Linked DNA regions of Hordeum vulgare: region 1 is linked to region 2. Evidence: chromatin contacts called from public Hi-C data. All regions are on one chromosome and are shown on one strand. Each heading gives the region's core, a stretch centred on a gene start, on an enhancer-like site or on the middle of the called end of the contact. The rest is flanking DNA. Distances are from core to core; before and after follow the strand shown. Region 1 has its middle 14 kb from the start of LOC123395810. Region 2 has its middle 41 kb from the start of LOC123396806.

Region 1 (7,103 bases), core at 3,167-5,666, 510 kb before region 2:
GACGAGAGCAGTGTCTCTTTCTCCCTCGTGCGGCCGGTGCTTCCTCTCTGTTCTTTCATTCTTCTCCCTCGTGCGCCCCCTTTTCCTCCCTGTTCTTTCCCTCTGCTTCCTCGCGCGCGGCAGCTTATCTTCGGGTCATGGCGTCGCCGGAGTTCTTCGGCGGCCGGGAACCGCCTGCGTCGACACACCTCGTCCGGACGCACTCTGTGTACCCCCCAGATTACGGTAGGTCTCTTCTCCCTCGTTATCTACTCCTCTCTCTCTGGTTTGCTGATGTTGGTGCTGCTGATGCATGCTTAGCTTAGTATAACATATGCTGCTGTACATCTGATTCATGCTATTCTCTGGTGAGAAGAAGAGTTGTTGTGTAACATATGTTGTACATCTGATTATGGATTTAGGTTAGGGTATTTAGGCAGGCAGCTGTTGTTGTGTTGTTGTGTGTTTCATTTTTTGTTAGATCTGGTGAGAAGAAGAGTTGTTGCATCCTGAATGGTGAACTGAACACATCCTCTAGTTTTAACTGAATTTTGCCCTGTTTGGATGCAGTGTGTGATTCATTAATGGGAAAAAGTGTTTGCACTCCTTTTTTCACACTGGAAATTGAGCATGGTGGCATTTTCCTAGAAGCAGTAAGTGAACTTGAGTATTACAACTCTTCTGTGGAGGTGCTGGACTATTTAGATAATGGCAACTTCAGTTATGCATTACTAGAAGAGCACCTAAACTGGTTGGGATATCCTAAGAATCAGCACATCATCTACTGGTGCTTGCCTAACAAGAAAATATGTGATGGCCTGGTGAGAATTACAGGTGATGAGGATCTGGAGCAAGTGATCAGAGCTAGTGCTAATCATAAAGTTCTTGTAATAATGGTTGACCATTCAGATTTCATTAGTAATTTCAGGCAAGATTTGATATTGAAGGAGCCATCATTTCAAAGCCCTGTTAGAGTGGCCAACTGTTCTGTTGATGCAAGCAATTCAGGCACCATCATTTGTTTGAATGTTGATAATCCAATTTCAGAGGTTGCAGAAGCTAGCACAGAAGCACACAATTTTCTTAATGACGCTACAAATCTTGTTACTGATGTTGTACACACACATGTGCTTACTGAAGGTGCAGAGCCAAACTTACTGACTGATGCTGGTGCAGAGCCAAACTTACTGACTGAAGCTGGTGCAGAGCCAAACTTACTGTTAGATTCTGGTGCAGAGCCAAACTTGCTGAATGATGTAGGTGCAGAGCAAAACTTGCTGACTGATGCTTTTGCAGACTCAAACTTGCTGAATGATGCTGCCCATCCTTTGCTGACTGATGTTGTGTTGTTGGAAGAATCAGATATGAATGATAGTGATTATGACATTCATGATGGAGATGATGATCTGTATGAAGACAACATTGACTATGATGTTGATGAAGAAGCTGAGCCAGATGTGGAAGATGTTGAGCCTAACTATTTACTTGAAGATGAAGATCTGAACCTCTCCATTGAACAACAAGAACAACTTAAGTACAAGTTCACAACATTCAATGCAAAGGTGGACATGAAATGCCCTGTTTTTACTGTGGGTATGGTATTTGCTGATGTGGTTGAGATGAGAAAAGCTTTAACTACATATGCAATAAGAAACAGAGTGCAAATTAGGAAGGTGAAGAATGACAGGATAAGGTTAGAGGCAATTTGTCAGCCAGGGTGCCCATGGATGGTCAAGGTTGGCAATGATAACAGGACTGGAGGATTTGTGATCAAGGCATTGAATCCATTGCATTTGTGTCAAAAAAATGGAAGTTAAAGGATTTGACAGCTACATTCCTGTGCAAGACATTCATTGAAGAATTCAGAGATGACCATAAGATGTCACTTGAAACATTTGCAAGGAAAATAACTAAGGAGTTTAATGTTACTCCTAACAGATGGAAGTTAGCTAGGGCTAGAACACAAGCACTTAAGCAGGTCCATGGTGATGAGGAAGAACAGTTTAGTAGGCTATGGGATTGTGGCCATGAGTTAAGGAGCAAAAACCCTAGCTCTACATTTCTTCTGACAACTACACTGGTGAAAGATATAAAATTTCCATTGGGCAGGAAATGTTTGAAAACATTGTACTGGTCATATGATGCATGTAAGAGAGGGTGGCTAAAAGGTTGTAGACCCATTCTATTTATTGATGGTTGTCACATGAAAACAAGATTCAAAGGAGTTCTTCTTAGTGCTGTTGGAATTGATCAAATTCATCTAATATCACAGTTACATGATATAGGTTCACCAAATAAGCCAACATTACTAAGGTCTCAACAAATAATACATCCATTCATCACTGAAATTCATCTAATATCTCCCTGACCTTCCTTATCTTTGATTTTGTCTCTTCCTTATGCTTGAATAGGTCACCAATCATGTACTCTAATTTCTTTTTCTCTTTCTTCAACTCATCCCTCTCTTGCATCACTTTGTCCATCTCTTGCATTACCTCATCCCTCTCTTTCATTGTTTTCCCCTCTCCTGATTCATGAGCTCAAGCTCTTGCTTAATCAGCTCAAGCTCTTTCTCTGCCTTAGCCCTAAATACTTGATGAATATTTGTGGCAGATTTGTCTGAAATCTTCTTCTTCTCTAACTCTTCCTTTAGGTCACTAAGAGCAATCTGTTTGTTTCCTACCTGAGCCAATGCTTGCTCTTTGTCAGCTACCATCTTAGCAAAATCAAGCTTGAAAAACCTTAGATCTTTTTCCATCTTCTCCTTCTCTTTCAGCACCTTAAAAATTCCTTCTGCATTTGCAAGATTATGAGAAAGCCTAATCTTGTTCTCATCTTCATACATGTCCCACAGCCTACCCAGTGTAGTCTTCAACTGAGGAGGCCACTCTGGGTCAACCCACTCCACATATCCACATTTAGGTCCTTCCTACGGAATACAAAAAAGAAAGACATTTCAGTTATTTGAATAAGGTGGCTTAAACATTATCTGAATTATCTGAATAACTTATGTGAAAGATCTTTCTCTAACTTATATGAATTAAACATTCTGACTATTACTAAGATAGATAAACATTCTGTTACTAAGACAAAAAACCTGATTCACTATGTGAATAATTAACATTCTGTTATCTGACATTTTGCTATCTGAATTCATATTTAGGAATAACATCTTTTGCACATTACTAAGATAGATAAAACCTGATTCATTATGAACAAGGTTACATGAAAACATTTTGTGCGCAAGCTGTACATCTCAGCTACATAAACAAGTTTTGAACAAGCAGAGTATAGAAAATTTGTGTAGATCTGATAATCCACTAACCTTTTGTGCACAACCTAAGAACCTTCTGCCACTATCCACTGACTGAAAGGCAACATATTTCTCACAAATGGCTTCATGTTCACATCTAGCACTTAGATCTGTAGCTAGGCCTGTCCATTCCACGCATAAAATGCATGGAGGAGCCTAAAATAGAATCTGGTGAGGAAATCCCCAATGTGCAAACCCTAAATGAAGGAGGAGGAGAAGAACATGAGCTAACCGGGCTGCTGATGTCGCTGTCCGAGGAGGAGTATGATCCCTCGCTCCAGGATACCATTGGTGCACGCGCGGACCTTCTTGGGGAGAAGAACAACACAGAGGCTGAGGGAAGAAAAAAAACAGAGAGGGGCAGCGACGGGAGTGTGAGAGGGGCAGCGACGGGAGTGTGATGCCACTAGGGGTAAGTAAGCAGAGAGAGGAGGGGCTTTAATTAATTCAGGTGCTATTTGAAACGGTCTGGGTGTTGATTAATAACTGACAAATGGAAGGGCTACTTTATAAAACAACCAACACTGCCCCACTCTGTTCACTTGGCGCGCTGTGATTCGTTGTGGACTAAAACTGCACAAGAGGAGCAAGTTCTAGGATGAAATATGTGCACTTTACAAGTTCCAGAATCAAACCATCACATTGTGTGCAAGTTGTAGGATATGGGTGCTGTTACCTAATAAAAAAGAAAGGGCGCAAAGGTTTCCTTCCGGCGAAGCCCGCACGGAACCGAGCACTGAATTCAGGCCGTACCGTACGCGCGCAGGGGCAGGCAGTGACAGCACAGTAGTATCATCCGCACGAAATCCGTGAGGTGCGGCGCGTCCCACCCCGTGTGGACTCAGACTGTGGAAGCACCAAAGCCGGAGATGAGATGACGCGCAGGCCCTGCGTGGCCATCCCCTGCCTGACAGCCACAACATGACCCGTGAGCAGTGGAGGGCCGCGTCATTCCTCCCTCTCTGACTGAGCTGAGCATGACTAGTCTCGCTCCATGTCCATGGCCATCGGAGCAAGCACGGCCCGGATCGCTCGGTATCGCCAAAGGCTATGGCCAGCGGATGGGCTGGCTCGAGTAGATCTTGACTATCCCGGGGGACCAATCATGGCGTCGCGGCTCGCTTGAAGTGGTCTCTGCCTGCCTGCCTGCCTTGCCCTGGTCACTTCCCCCCCCTATGTCCCCACACGCCAGAGGGTAAACCCTTGCGCAAACAGGCCCACGCTCTACGTCTAGTTATTATTCAGTGTGATTTTCGTGCAGAGTTTCTTTCTTTCCCTTCTGAAACGAGACAACGACGCCTCATGCGGACTGCATTCCTGCCTCTCGGTCTCGGTTTACGCAAGAATAATTTGAGTCCATACGGATGTTTCCGTACGCGAGCTTCTTGATGCAAGCTAGCCACCAGGAACCCTAGCTGCTTCCGTCAAGAGAGCCAACACTTTCAACCAGTGGCGGGCGGATCTACGTGCCGGGCAGCCCGGGCTACAGCCCCGGTCGTAGCACTCCAAGTATACATATATGTTCTGTATATTTTTGTAAAATTCCTGCCTATATAGATTAAAGCCCGTGTCCTTGGGCCAGATTAACCGGGGCTAATCCTAAAGCCCACCAGAGCTAGCGACCTAGCGTTGCAATCAGGAAAACGGGATTACGGGACCGACTCCTAGCACGTAGCCACGTACGATCGACAATCCGTTTCGTGAGGGAGTCAGCTCGATGCTTGCCTTTTTCTCGGCAGCGATCTAACCGCCGTCACCGATCTAAATCTCGTCACCGCCCAGCGGCCGCCGGCCTGCCGCTCTCTCAAGTTGATCGCGCCGCCACCGCCGACGGAGACTCGTCTGCACTGCTCGCCCCGTCTTGAACTCGTCTGGTTCCAGACCTGAACGCTGTCGCCTGCAAGTACGTAGACGCATCCAGGGGGTCAGCACAACTGAACTGAACAAGGTATGAACTGTAAAGAACCGAAGTTCAATTCTGGTATATATCTGATTGCCTGATTAGGTAGACTGGTAGAGAACTAATTTTAGCCGTCCGATTACAGAAAAATGAAGGGGACAAAGAGGGCAAATCCTTTTTCATCAAGACCTCTATCATCTTATTTCCGGTCTGTTTCACAAGTTGCCAATTCGAGTCAATCTTCTCGTGCTCAAGAATCCGGTACGAATGTTGGTGGTAGTGGGACGGTTCCTGAACATACAGTTCCTCCCCAACAACAACAACTTAGTCCTCACATTGTTGCTAATCCAGAACCAGAAGATGATAACACTAGCACTAGCAGCCAAGAGGAGAGCGATGAGCTTAATCCAGATGACATTATTGCGGATCCTGGACTTCGGAAACCGATTTCGGAGCTAGATGTAAATGTCAGAGATGCTGCTAGAAGAGAGTATTTGGTAATGGGTCCATGTCAACCAGTTGGTCATAAATATCCTGCAAAATTAATTGGAAGCCAGATGCGGAGATTTCAGGATAAATGGTTCAAAAGGTATGATTGGTTGGAATATAGTGTAGCTAATGACACTGCATTTTGTTTCTATTGTTTTCTCTTTAAGCAACCACGGGCAGAAAATTTTGGTACATAATCATTTACAAGGGTTGGTTTTACTTTTTGGAAGAATGGGATTGAAGCCTGTGATCTTCATGTTGGTAAGGATATTAATAGTGCTCATAATAAAGCTAGGAAATATTGTGAGGCTTTCAGAAATCAGCGGCAAGGTGTGGATTATGTGTTGGCAGCAACCACCAAGAAGGAGGAGGAAGAATATAAAGCTCGCATGACAATTATGATAGGCATTGCAAAGTTTTTGCTATTGCAAGCTCTTGCTTTTCGTGGGCATGACGAGTCTTCTCGCTCAAACAATAGGGGGAATTTTCTTGAAATGTTGAAATGGTATAAAGGGAAAGATGAAAAGGCTGCAAAATTGCTTGACAATGCTCCTCGGAACCATCAAATGACCGCACCAAAAATTCAAAAACAGATTTGTAAAGCTTCTGCTAATGTTACAACCAAAGCTATTATTGATGACATTGGGGATAAAAAGTTTGTTGTACTTGTTGATGAGGCACGAGATGCATCTATCAAAGAACAAATGGCCTTGGTTTTGAGGTTAGCTACTATGAAATTTATCTTTCTACTCTTTGAGTGATTCAAATTTATGCTAATCATGTTCTTATTTCCCTATGTAGGCATGTCAACAATCAGGGACAGGTGCTAGAGAGGTTTGTTGGTGTGAAGCATGTTCCAGACACGACATCCGTTTCCCTAAAGATAGCTTTGGATGGTATGTTAAAATCTCTTGGTTTATCCATCTCTAATGTGAGAGGTCAAGGTTATGATGGGGCATCAAATATGAGGGGACAATTCCATGGTTTGCAAAGACACATATTAGATGAAAACCCATATGCCTTTTATATCCATTGTTTTGCCCATCAGTTGCAGCTAGTGGTTGTTTCTGTTGCTAAATGTTCTTCCTCTGTCTTGGACTTCTTTAACTATGCTAGCATGATTGTCAACACGGTTAATGCTTCTTGTCATAGAAAAGATAAACTATTGCAAAGTCAGCATGATGAACTTCTGAACAAACTTGAGACTGGTGATATCTTCACTGGAAGAGGAAAGAACCAGGAAACTAATCTTGCAAGGCCAGGAGATACTCGTTGGGGATCTCACCATAAAACCTTATGTCGTCTTGTTCACATGTGGAAATCTGTCCTACATGTGTTAGAGAATTTAAGTGACGATGCCACTAATGCAACACAAAAGACCACAGCTTCAGGTTTGTTGGAAAAAATGGAAAGCTTTGAGTT
Region 2 (7,220 bases), core at 2,959-5,458:
ATAGGGACCCGCCGGCACCCGCGGAGTAATTTAATCAACCCCCGGGCCAGTGCCCCTCATGAGTGTTGGTCCACCCACCTAGTAGTCGGCGGTGCCACCTCGGGGCAACTCGAGGTTTGGCTACCGTCCACTATGCATAGACGGTGTGTCCTGAGAACGAGATACGCGGCTCCTATCGGGTTCGTCGACACACCGGGTGACCTTGCTGGATTAGTTTTACCTTTGACGAGATATCTTGTGCATCGGGATTCCGGTGATGCTTTGGGTAATCTCGGAGTTGAGGTTTTCCACTAAGGAGTCCGACGAGATTGCGAGCTTCGTGATCGAGGATTTCTATGCGGCTTGTGGTAATTTGTGATGGACTAGTTGGAGCACCCCTGCAGGGTTAAATCTTTTCGGAAAGCCGTGCCCGCGGTTATGTGACAACGTGGAAACTTTGTTTAACACTGGTTCTAGATAACTTGAAGTTAACTTAATTAAAATATGCCAACTGGGTGCCTAATCGTGACTGTCTCTTTCTTGAGTTCCTTCTCCGATCGAGGACACGGTGGGGTTATGGTTGACGTAAGTAGGTGTTCAGGATCATTCATTTGATCATATGTAGTTCACGTCCGTTATGCGTAGATCATCCCCCTCCTTATTCTTTTACTCGTAAGTTAGCCACTAAATAACTGCTAGTCGCTTGCTGCAACCTCTCCACTTAACCATACCTCACCCATTAAGCTTTGCTAGTCTTGGCACCTTTGGAAATGAGATTGTTGAGTCCCCTGTGGCTCACAGATTACTACAACACCAGTTGCAGGTACAGGTAAAGGTTACTTGACGCGAGCGCGTTTATTGTTCATTTGGAGTTGCTTCTTCTTCTTCTTCTTCTTCATCGATCTAGGATGGGTTCGAGGCCGGCAGCTTGGGATAGCACGGATGGACGTCGTTCTTCTTTTCTTGTTTCTTTTCGTTCGTAGTCGGACCCTGCTCTTCTTCGTGATATTTATGTATTGTACGGTTGTGACTCTTATGTTGCTTGTGGCGAGTGTAAGCCAATTCTATGTATCTCATCTTTTCAGTACATGTACTTGTAACGATATCCATTCTTGCGAAACGACGAGATGCGCTTCTATCCCTGACGAGGTCCTCGTGCCAAATTGAGGATAGGATCGCATCTTGGGCGTTACAGCTGGTAATGTTGGGGAACGTCACATGGGAAACAAAAATTTGCTACGCTCACCAAGATCAATCTATGGAGACTAACATCTATGAGAGGGGAAGTTGTATCTACATACCCTTGTAGATCGCTAAGCGGAAGCGTATATAGCACGGTTGATGTAGTCGAACGTCTCCGCCATCCAAATCGCAATTTTTTCTGCGATCCCATCACGATCCATCCCGATCTAGCACCGAACAGACGACACCTCTGATTTCAGCACACTTACGGCTCGATGACGTCCTTGACTTCTTGATCCAGCAAGAGGGGCAAATAGCAGATGAGTTCCGGCAGCACGACGACGTGGTGCCGGTGGTGGTGAAACTATTTCCGCAGGGCTTCGCAAGCACAACGAAAACTATGATGGAGGATGCTTGGGGAAATATTGATGTGTTCCGGGTGCTATCCCTGGCCCTCTATTTATATGTTGAGCCGAGGGATCATTTCTTGGAGAAAGAGCCTCCTCAAAGTCGGTTTGGCACGCAGGGCAAGAGTCCTCCTCGGACTCCAGGACCATATGCCAGGGTCCTTGGTATCTAGCCCCAGACGTCAGGGTCCCTGGCGTCTGGTCCTGGCCTTCGCAAAACTCTTTTTGCATCTTCCTAAAGCCTCGTGGGCTTTACCCCTTGGCCCAAATAAAGTGTTCTCGTACCCAAACATTTCGGGAAACATATGAAACCCCTTCCAGTGAATTCCGAAAGCCTTCCGGAGACCAAACACTATTATCCCCATATTTCAAGCTTTACCTCCGGACTGTTCTGGAGCTCCTCGTCATGTCCGTGATTTCATCCGAAACTCCGAACAACCTTCGGTCACCAACATAACAACTCAACTATACTTATATCGTCACCGAACCTTAAGTGTGCAGACCCTGCGGGTTCGAGAACTATGCTGACATGATAGAGACACTCTTTGGTCAATAACCAATATCGGGACCTGAATGCCCATATTGGTTCCTACATATTGTACGAAGATCTTTATCGGTCAAACCTCGATGTCAAGGATTCCATCAATCCCATATTCTATTCCCCTTTGTCCATCGATATGTTACATGCCCGAGATTCGATCGTCGGTATCTCCATACCTAGTTCAATCTTGTTACCGGTAAGTCACTTTACTCGTTTTGTAATACAAGATCCCGTGACTAATTTCTTACTCACATTGCTTGCAAGCTTCTTGTGATTTTGTATTACCGGATGGGTCCTAGAGATATCTCTCCGTCATACAGAGTGACAAACCCTAGTCTCGATTCACGGAAACCCAACAGACACCTTCGAAGATACCTGTAGAGCACCTTTATAGTCATCCGGTTACGTTGTGACGCTTGATACACACAAGGCATTCCTCCGGTGTCCGGGAGTTGCATGATCTCATGGTTATAGAAATAGATACTTGACATGCAGAAAACAGTAGCAATAAACTGACACGATCACATGCTACGTTCATAGTTTTGGTCTTGCCCATCACATCATTCTCCTAATGATGTGATCCCGTTATCAAATGACAACTCATGTCTATGGACAGGAAACCTTGACCATGTTTGATCAACGAGCTAGTCCATTAGTGGCTCACTAGGGTTAGTGTGTTGTTTATGTATCCACACATGTATTTGAGTTTCCAATCAATACAATTATAGCATGGATAATAAATGATTATCATAAACAAAGAAATATAATAATAACTAAATTATTATTGCCTCCAGGGCATATTTCCAACAGGTAATCCATTGCTTCCGCACAACCGGTGCTTGGATCCGGCGTTGTTGCCTCACCCGAGGCGGTGCGATTCGTCTGGCGTCCGAACATCGTGACGGAAGCGCAACCCCTTCGTTGGCGCACCGAGCACGAAGCATGGCTGACCTCGGACGATGTCATGACGCGGCAATGCCCGCCGGATGAGGCAGCGGGCACATGATGCAGTGGAGGCCCTCGCGACGACGGATATTGGAGAGGTGGAGTCACACTCTCTGGCGCCCCGTATGTTGCACGGGTGCGGGCACCACAACCGCGTCATGATAGAAGTCGACTCCTCCGATGAAGGATCCGTCATCGACCTCACGTTGTTTGGTATCGTCCGAGCTACGGGCTCCAACGAGAAATAATAGGGCGTGGGAGATGGCGGGAGCTCGACTCCCGTGGACCGGCTAGTGTCCCATGTCCTACTATATCGCGTCGATGACCGGACCGACAGAATGAGGGGCGCGTCCAACCGTCGGACATGGTCATGCCGGACAAGCTCCGCTTAGTATTAGGTTTACGTTACATGTTAGTATGAATTTGAGATATCCAAATATATAATGCATTATTTGAGTTGTGGGCGCGTTCGTGATCGTTTGAGAGACCGAGTTTAAGAGTTTGGGTTGTAGATGCTTCGAATTTGACAATTTGTAGGTGAAGTATACCACGGCACTCGGCCCGGATTTAAAAGTCCGGCATAGATGAAGCATACCACGGCTACTACAAAACGTCCGGAGGAAGGATGACATTTGCTCCCCCGCGTAGAGACGCGAGCACCGAGTACCGTCGCGCGTGCGTCCCAATACGCAGCAGCACATCCCCCCGTATCTCCATCAGAACCAATCATGACACGGAAACCACCTACACAGAGGAGAGGGGTGGGAGATACGCACCACGATGCTACACACGACACTCGCGCACAAGCCAAAGGGTCTCCGTCTCGATCATCAGGGCGTCACCATCACTCGGGGTCGGAGACGCACGGCGAGCCAGCAGCGTCGCGCCGGAATCCCATGCCCACGACCACGACGCCACCCCGCTTTGGTTGTCCTTCCTTTCTCCTTTCCTTTCCGACCCTTTGGCCGCCACCAGAGATTAAAGGGACAGATGCAGGTCATCGTAATTTTTCTTTTTGAAACGGAGGTCATCGTAATAATGGCATGCAGCGCACGCTAACTAATCATCCGGCTGATGATGGGCCGGCCCCGTGCACAGGAAAGCCGGGCAAATCTTGGCCGCGCGCGCACTAGGAGATCTGGAGATGAGATGAGACGTGAGGAGGCGTAATTCGCGCGACGGACAGACAGGCTCAGACTCAGATCCCCGTGCAGTACTCTGCGGTGCCGCATCTGCTTTGTTGCCGCGACGAGATGAGGATGCGTGCGCTGTAGCCTCGGCCTGTAGCGGCCGACTGCTACGAAAGACGAAACACTAGTGGATGTGGCAATGGCATGGCAGCTGCCAGCGTGCGCTGCCCCGGGAAAGCGCGACAGGCTGCGTCGCCAGGTAGTGTGTGTGTGTGTGTGTGTAATCTTGACCCGCTAGACTAGAGTGCATCGCAGTCCCTACGTGCTACCACTCCACCGCCCACTGCGCTACCTAACTCGTGGACGTTTTTTTTTTTTCCTTTTGAGACAACTCGTGGACGGGTTATCGCACTTGTTCCTAGTACACTAGGATTTTTTTGTGTGTGTTTTGTACAGTTACGAAAAAAGCCCAGCTGGTTCGGCCCGAACGGAAATTGCTGGGTTGCTTCTGCAAGGTTTTAGCCTTTGAGATATGGGCTCCCGAGGAATTTCAGCCCAGGATGGCTTAGGGAGAGGAAAAGCGGCGGCGCGAATGTTTCGCCACTTCCCTCAGTTTCCCTCTCGTTTCTTCCGCCACCGCCCACCGAGATCGGAAAAGAAAAAAAAACTCGATTCCCCTCCGCCCTCGCCGTCTCGTCCGAGGTCCAGGGAGAAGCAAGCCGCGGCGGAGGGATAATACATACTCCGAGGTCCCGTTGCATCCGATCGGCGCGGGTGCCCTGGGATTGCGAGCATCGGTACGCTCTTCTTAGTTTTCTTTTTCTTGCTAGAAGATTACGCGCCGCTACTTCTTATTTCTCCCCCTTCGTCGGATCGCACTTCTGGTTTCTCCCTTGGATCGTTCCTGTCGAGGAATGCGATGCGGTTGGGGAAAAATAAATGCGCTGATCCGTTTGGTTTCGCTTGGTGTGCAGGTATGGATCAGGAGTGTGATGGTAATGTTCTACGCTATAACATACGGGTTGAAGCAAGTACAGTAGATGACATGTTCCTGTAGCACGTGTTCACCAAATATGTCTGTCGAAGTAAACATCTCCGTCTGCTTGAACACTGTTGGTAGCTACTGTGCTCTGCAAGATTGTGATTAGTGTCTGTCGCCCTACGGTTCCGATGTCGCCCGTCTGCTTCCCTCATGAATCTGATGTGTTCAAGTCCCCTGCACCAACCAATTCTATCAGTGTTGCGCCGCTCATGGAAAAGTAATCTTGTGCCGCATTTGGTTTGATGCCTTGTTCCATGTTTTCGTTAGATATGTGATGTGTCTGTCTGTTCAGTCACCTTCTCTTTGCAACATTTCTGTCCAATTACACTAGGACAAGTTTCAGGTGGAAACATGTTTTACCCAAGTGACTCCATTACTCACAGCTTCTGCCTTTCTTGATGCGTAGGCATAGAAGATGAGCCTGGCAATTCCAACGTCATGGATGAACAAGAGGAAAGCACGGGCAGCGCCCCTGTCCCAGTGTTCTCGGGTCGAAAGCTGAAAAGGCTCAGGTCCAAAGTATGGGATGACTTCACACCCATCTACATCGACGGTAAGCTCGCGAGGGCCGAGTGCATGCACTGCCACCAGGTCTTAAGCAGCGGCACCGGCAACCTGCAGAAGCACCAGGCCAAGTGCACCCCTGGTGCCCAGAAGAGGCCAATGCAACAGAAGCCCCCGTTCTTGTCAACCGGCCAAAATAAATCATCAGACACAGCAAAGGTATTGCCCCAGAAGAAGGCTCCTGTCCTGCTTCACATTCTTCTTGCCGATACGAATGAGGAAGGTCAGAAGGTTGGTCAGAATTTGTCTCACGGGGAACTTGCGACACATGAGCGGAAGAATCTTGCTTCATGTGATACTCCCACTGACAAAGATCGAAAGAATCAGTCGCATGAGGAACTTACAGTGCCTGACCAGGAAATTCCCACTGACATGAACCAGAGGGATCCGGAGGTTGGTCAGATTGAGCCCCATGAGGAACTTGTCAGGATATTTTCTGTGCACGGGTACCCGCCATCGATAAAGATCCATGATAGATTCACTAAGTTTGTTGCTAGCTTGAATCCTATGGTCAAGATGCCGGCCAAAGTTGACATGTACAGGTACTCGAAGGAACTGTTCGACAAAGAAAAGACCAAGCTGAAGGAAAAGTTGGCAGCTTTGCGCAGTCGGGTCTGCTTGAGTGCTTATGTGTGGCACTATGATCTGACCTCAGCGTTCCTGTGCTTGAGTGTTCATTACATTGATGATGAATGGGAGAAGCAGTCTCATATCATCAGGTTTCATTCGGTTGATCCTTCCTGCAGTGCAAAACAATTGAGCCAGGATATACTGTATTCTATTGGAAATTGGGGTCTTCGTTACAAGGTTTTCAGCATTACACTGGACGAGGCATTTCTGGATGATTCAGTTGCTTCAGATCTCAAAGCCAGTCTCCAAGAATGGAACCTTCTCTCGTCTATGTCTGCAAATCGTAATTCATCTATGTCTGCAAACCATACATCATCTATGTCTGCAAACCATAGCATTTTTGTGATACGGTGTCCAACTCATCTACTTAATCAGGTCATACATGTGGGGATGGATGAACTTCACAAAACCATGGAGAAATCCACAAAGTGTTCTAAGTATACAAAGGGCCACATCCCTTCAGCAGTGCGGTTTCTGAACTGCGGATATGCACCTTCACCTAAAGACTGGAGCAACGCACAAAGGATGTGTAAGATATTGCAAAGGTTGCGTATATGCATGGATGAGATGAACACTTGTGATGGCCCAGCTGATCTCCTTGACCGGTTATGGGATGCAAAGAGAGTTCTGCATCCAGAAGATAGTTTCTATGGAGACAAAACAGTTTCGAAAGAGCTAAAGAAGATGCAACAGAAGTTCACAGAATACTGGAATCTCTATTGCTTAAATATCTGTTTACCTGTGATCATGGATCCTTCAAAGCGTCTGGGATGCATCAAGTCTTGTCTTCGTCCTAAGTT

What was found. Hi-C and Micro-C count contacts between places; a contact is called where the count stands out from the background.
Region 1: a Hi-C map of leaf shows a contact between it and region 2, with 3 times the contacts expected there. The contact joins two enhancer-like sites. A contact is called at or near these places in 3 of 6 Hi-C or Micro-C datasets (leaf and seedling).

Annotation. Positions count from the first base shown.
Region 1 is chr5H:417,223,349-417,230,451 of MorexV3_pseudomolecules_assembly, reverse strand. No RefSeq gene overlaps it. Among protein-coding and RNA genes, the nearest start is that of LOC123395810, 14 kb to the left of the region's middle. Within about 2 kb of position 4,416, at least 3 of the 3 cell types and tissues checked have open chromatin away from gene starts, as enhancers often do. A contact at or near this core is called in leaf and seedling, where this site is marked.
Region 2 is chr5H:416,716,774-416,723,993 of MorexV3_pseudomolecules_assembly, reverse strand. No RefSeq gene overlaps it. Among protein-coding and RNA genes, the nearest start is that of LOC123396806, 41 kb to the right of the region's middle. Within about 2 kb of position 4,208, at least 3 of the 3 cell types and tissues checked have open chromatin away from gene starts, as enhancers often do. A contact at or near this core is called in leaf and seedling, where this site is marked.